Linked DNA regions of Mus musculus: region 1 is linked to region 2. A link is a contact called in public Hi-C data. All regions are on one chromosome and are shown on one strand. The core of a region is the stretch at or near the end of the contact, and the rest is flanking DNA. Distances in the headings are between cores, read along the strand shown.

Region 1 (2,700 bases), core at 163-2,662, 510 kb after region 2:
CCTGACTCAGAGTCGGGGACTGAGATCACTTAGGGCTGAAGAGGCCTGCCTGGCTCCAAGGCTGCTTGTTCCCAGTCCTGTTGCTGAAATAAATAGATCTGTAGCAAGCAACTTTTGCCTCTGTTCCCGGAGGACTAGATCCAGCTTCCTAGCAACCTGTTCCCACCACACCCAAGGAAATTCAACTACTATCCCAGTTCCTCTTTGAAAGAAAGAGCGCAAGTCTTTGGATGAACTTTATAGTTGCCGTATACCATATTTTTGTGGGTATTGAAATAGGTCAACATAGTTAAGAATGGGAAGGCTCAACCAGATCTGTGATGCTGTATGTTCTTAGATTCTTTTTTTTTTAAGATTTATTTTATGTATATGAGTACACTGTAGCTCTGTACAGATGGTTGTGAGCCTTCATGTGGTTGTTGAGAATTCTATTTTGTAGGACCTCACTCATTCCAATCTGCCCTGCTCGCTCCGGTCAACCCCACTCACTCCAGCCCAAATATTTATTTATTATTATAAATAAGTACACTGTAGCTGTCTTCTGATGATAGCTGTCTTCTGATGGTAGCTGTCTTCTGATGCGCCAGAAGAAGGTGTCAGATCTCATGAAGGGTGGTTGTGAGCCACCACATGGTTGCTGGGATTTGAACTCAGGACCTTCGGAAGAGCAGTCAGTGTTCTTAACTGCTGAGCCATCTCATCAGTCCATGGTCTTAGATTCTTGAGTCTGACTAAAAAGCTGACAGATGGGGAAACAAAGAGAGAGAGAGAGAGAGAGAGAGAGAGAGAGAGAGAGAGAGAGAGAGAGAGAGAGAGAGAGGAGCCACCCAAAACAAAAATAAAGTAGTAACAAAAATCAATCATGAAACATCAAAATTACTGTAAAACTAAAAACACTTCGAGCAAGCATGGCACAGACAGACTGCTTGAGCTAGGGGGTGGTTGGTAGAAGTCTAGGGTTGTAAAAAAAATGGTTCCTGTCTTCTTTTTATTACGACTCAGCTAGTAACAACTGTGTAGGCGGCAGGAGATCAGAAATAAATGTCTGACTTGGATTTTGCACAACTGGGTTCTGCTCCAAAGCGCACTGCCTGCCCACTGACCCAGCTCAAGTTTTATAGGGACAGCAAATAGGTATAGTTTGGGAAATCTCAGCCCCTCCTCCTGAAGGTCCGCACCCTGGAACTGGCTGGTTTGCAGGTTGCTCCTGATTAGAAAGCCGCCAGCTGTTCTGCTTCCCAATTCAATTCCGAGAACACCACAAAAACTTCATCTAGTTTCTTCTCTTTCCCCCCCCCCCGGGGCGATTTCTTCTTTGATTTCTTCTCCTCCCTCCTCTTTCTCTTTCTCTTGTTTTTACAGTCTCCTGGTAATGACTAATTGGCGGTGTTTCCCAACTTTTTTATGTTTCTCTTGCTCTTGTTACAAGCGGTACTAACCCCGTGATATCCACAGGGACCTATAGACAGCCAACATTTCCAAATGATATACAGCGTTCTCCTTTCTTTCAAAGTGTAAAACATTTACAAGGAAATGTACAAATGTATTAGGCACATTTCCCGGGTCGGTCATTAGCGCGCCTCTCTGAGCCGGGGTGCGCTGCCCTTCCCCCTCGCCCCTGTTTCCCCCCTTTCCCCGCCACGGTCCCCTCTGGATCGCGCGTTTCCGCGTGCCAGCGGGGCGGCCCGCGAGACCGCAATTGCTCTGGCCGGGATTGACGAGCCTCGGATGCCCATTTACTGCGCGAGGCAGCCACTCTGGAGCCGCGGCACATCTGGATGGAGTCAGCCGCCGAGCGCCAGGGGCCAGCGCAGCGCGGCGGCGAGCGCGAGGGAGGCCGGCTCCCGGGCCGCCTCCGCGCTGCCCCGGTGCGCCCAGGCTGGATTTCCTGATGTAAACAGATTGGCCCTGCTGGAAAATAACCGCTCTGCTCCCCATGTCACTGAGCGTGCTTTATCTGCTCAGGGTCAGCACTGTGACTTAGAAAAACAGAAGCTTTGCTTTAGATTTAAACAGCTCCAAAGCCACAGCTCATCTCTGCTGGGCCGGGAAGGGGAGGCTTGGCAACCCAGCTCCTGCCTTTGTGTTTACTTGTTCCAGTTTCTGGTAATTTGGGAGCTAATTTTATTATCTACAGTAGAATTGGAAACAAGATGCTTTTGCAGTTCACGACGCTAAGGGCATGTGTGAATCTCTGTGTAGAAGGTTGGACGTGTCTATTCAGCTGTGGTCCCCAAGCTCTGTGCCCTGGCCCTCCGCTGGTTGTCTCCTGGGGCACAGGGCTTCCTAGGGCGTGGCTGGCCATGGTTTAGGGTTCACCCTGGTTTACCAGAGCTGGGGATCCAATCCTGAGAATGTGAGCCCTTAAAGCCTTTCCCTACAGAACCTCATGAAAGTAGAAATCAGCCAATTGTAAAACCGTGACAAAGACGTTTTGACATGGCCAGTGGAGAGGGAAAATTCAAAATGATGGCAGAGCCTGGACTGTCATCGCCGATAATTAAAATGAAATGTAGATAGATATGTTTCCAGTTCAACAGCAAGCAATTCTAACAGCCATGTCTAGAAACTTCTACTGACAGAATCATCCTGGGATACTGACAGAGCTTCCCTAACAAGCAAGGACTGGTTTTGCAGACTTTAAAAAGAAACTCCGGGGGGAGGGGGGGCAATGTGTGCACCTCTGAGGGCCTAGTTGCT
Region 2 (2,700 bases), core at 199-2,698:
TTTATTGAACCTGACTTTGGATATTTTAAAGAGACTTAGAGGGTTGGAATTTTTAAAGACTGGGAATTCTAAAGTTGTACTGTATTTAATATTTTAGTATTTATGACATCTTGGGCACAAACAAGAAAGGAATATTAACAATGATGCACTTGGAATGGACTTGTATTAGATAATCTTTGTTGTGAACTTGACACAAATGGAAAGAGGAAATCTCAATTTAAGACTTGCCTTAGTCAGAATAACCTGTGGGCATGTCTGAAAAGAAAAACCTGGGGGAACTTTCTTAGTCACTAATTGTTGTAGGAGAATCCAGTTGGGTATGGGTATACCATCTTTAGGTACATGGGCTTACTCCTCCAAATAAGGTAGGTGAACGTAAGATAGAAATGTAAAGGTCCATGATTCACCGAAGAATGACACCTGGGACTCAAATAGTATGTATACTCAGAGAGTGCTTTATTTTGCAGAAGTCCAGCGTGTTGGAGTCTCCCATTGCCAAAACAGAGAGACAACTAAGTGAGTGTGCATGCTTGCTTTAAAGCACATTGGAATTCTGGGGAAGATGAGTTTTATCTTACTCTATCTCTAGGCATCCTAGAACCATTATCGGGCATGAAGGCTGGAGCCTGGGTTTTTTTCTATTAGTAATTGACTTGCCTGGGCTTGCCTGGACTTTCCCAGTTCTTAGGCCCAGTCTCCTTAACTGTCAATTTGAAGTCTGTCATGGAGTCAGCCTAGCCTTCTCAGAAGCAAGGTGGTAAGCTGCTTTTCTCCATCCCTTTTTGCTTCACGGTTTTGCTTGAGTTTCTTCTGTGGCTTTCTTTACTGATGGACTTTTGGTTCTGGTGTCATCAGAGCAAAACTACAGCCTAAACGTAGCCTGCACTAACACAGCCCAACCTTTTGGAATAGTTTTTTTTTTTTTTCCCCAACACAATTGTGAATTCCCATGTTTTACCTTGATTATTAATAACAGGTTTGGTGTGATGTAACTTTGTTTTTCGAGACAGGGTTTCTCTTTATAGCTCTGGCTGTCCTGGAACTCACTTTGTAGACCAGGCTGGCCTCGAACTCAGAAATCCGCCTGCCTCTGCCTCCCGAGTGCTGGGATTAAAGGCGTGCGCCACCACGCCCGGCTCGTGATGTAACTGTTAGCGTTTGTTTAGACATTATTTCAATATTTAATAAGAGGAGTCATAGGGAAAATTTCCCTTGGACACACTGACACTATTGGAGATCTCAGATCTTTTAAAGACTTTTTAAGCTCATGCTGCCTTAGTCTCCCAACCCAGTTTTATGTGTGTGTTTTGATTAGGACAACCGATGAACCAACAGTTCCAGAGACCATCAGGGGCAAAGCTTGCCAGGAACAGGAACCTGATACAGTCCCCACTATCCCCACTATCGGTCCCTCTATGACGGAGAGCAACGCGCTGCCGGAAGTGACGTTGACGCCCTGCGTGCGGTGGTGCGTCTGGTAGCAGGAGAAGATGGCGGTCTCCACAGGTCGGTTCCTAGCCGGGTCTGCCGCGCTCCCGCTGCTTTCTGTCCGGCGGGCCGCGCGGGACTGCGGGTGCGCAGTGCGGAGGGCCCCGCGAGGGGCAGGGGGTGGGGCGGGCGGTAGGGAGGTCGGGACGCGCGTGTCAGAGCTCGCGGTGACGGGGAGCCTGCGCGCCCACCGCCCGCGGCGGCCCTGCGGGAGGACCGGCAGATCTGGGCGCCGCAGCGGAGCCGAGGGTGGAGTGCGCTGGAGCGGCCCGCGGTGGCGGTGGCATTGCCCATCAACGGGGCTACGGCGGAGAGGCATCCTGGATGGAGCCGGGGATCTAGGCTGGGAGTCCACCAGACAGACACGTGCGGGAGGATAGGACTAACCGGAGGGTGGCTGCTGTCTGGAATAAGAGGGCGACGATTTTACTTAGGTGGCCGAATGCGTGTTCTTCTTCTTCTTCTTCTTCTTTTTTTTTTTCAATTAAGTGAAAAACTACAGTACACTGAGCCAGACGAAAGCTAATTGCAGGACAGTTGGTACCTTAGATAGGTGTTCTACTCTTGTCTACAATGTTCGGTTGCCTTTGAGCAGAAACTTGAAATTTAAATGCCAACAGGGTTTAGAAATTTGGTGACAAAAAAAATTAAAACAGTTTAAAAGTGTTGAGTTTTAGCATTTAAAAATGATGATTCATAAGATTTATTTTTTTTTCTAGTTCTTATTGAATCTAGGTTGTAGAAATGGAAGAGGTTGAGTGCATGTTGTGATTGTTAACATTTCAAGGTAATGCCTTCATATACATTTTTCATATTGTTTAAATCTTACCTTTATGTGTATGAGTGCCATAGACAATAAAATCTTTAGCAGTTCTACCTCTGGAAAATACATCAGTGGTCAGATCAGAGCTGTCCAAGACCAAAGCTCATTTTAAAAGTGATCTTTTAATGTTATAACCCTTAATCTCTTTACTTCTTATTTGAAATATATGTGCTTATTAGTGCCATGTTTTTTAAAGAGTTGTGCTCACTACCTTAAAATTAAACTAATAAAATGGTGTATTGTAATATGAAAAATGTCAATTTGTGATTGCATTTGTTCTTTTTAAAAATATTTATTATATATATATGAGTACACTGTAGCTGTCTTCAGACACACTAGAAGAGGGCATTGGGTTCCATTACAGATGGCTGTGAGCCACCTTGTGATTG

What was found. Hi-C and Micro-C count contacts between places; a contact is called where the count stands out from the background.
Region 1: a contact with region 2 is called in a Hi-C map of uterus, with 4 times the contacts expected there. The contact joins the enhancer-like site here to the promoter of Ube2v2 in region 2. A contact is called at or near these places in 2 of 39 promoter capture datasets (the 3T3-L1 cell line and cranial neural crest), 1 of 484 Hi-C or Micro-C datasets (uterus) and 4 of 115 datasets of contacts at active chromatin or transcription factors (the NIH/3T3 cell line, embryonic forebrain, embryonic stem cells and 1 more).

Annotation. Positions count from the first base shown.
Region 1 is chr16:15,084,108-15,086,807 of GRCm38.p6, reverse strand. It overlaps the pseudogene Gm46561. Among named protein-coding and RNA genes, the nearest start is that of Gm41423, 29 kb to the left of the region's middle. RefSeq lists an enhancer at 1,100-2,216. Within about 2 kb of position 1,412, at least 109 of the 459 cell types and tissues checked have an H3K27ac peak or open chromatin away from gene starts, as enhancers often do. A contact at or near this core is called in the NIH/3T3 cell line and uterus, where this site is marked.
Region 2 is chr16:15,593,266-15,595,965 of GRCm38.p6, reverse strand. Ube2v2 (ubiquitin-conjugating enzyme E2 variant 2) reads left to right here and starts at 1,448. Exons shown (of 4, transcript NM_023585.4): 1 at 1,448-1,506. The coding sequence starts at 1,491.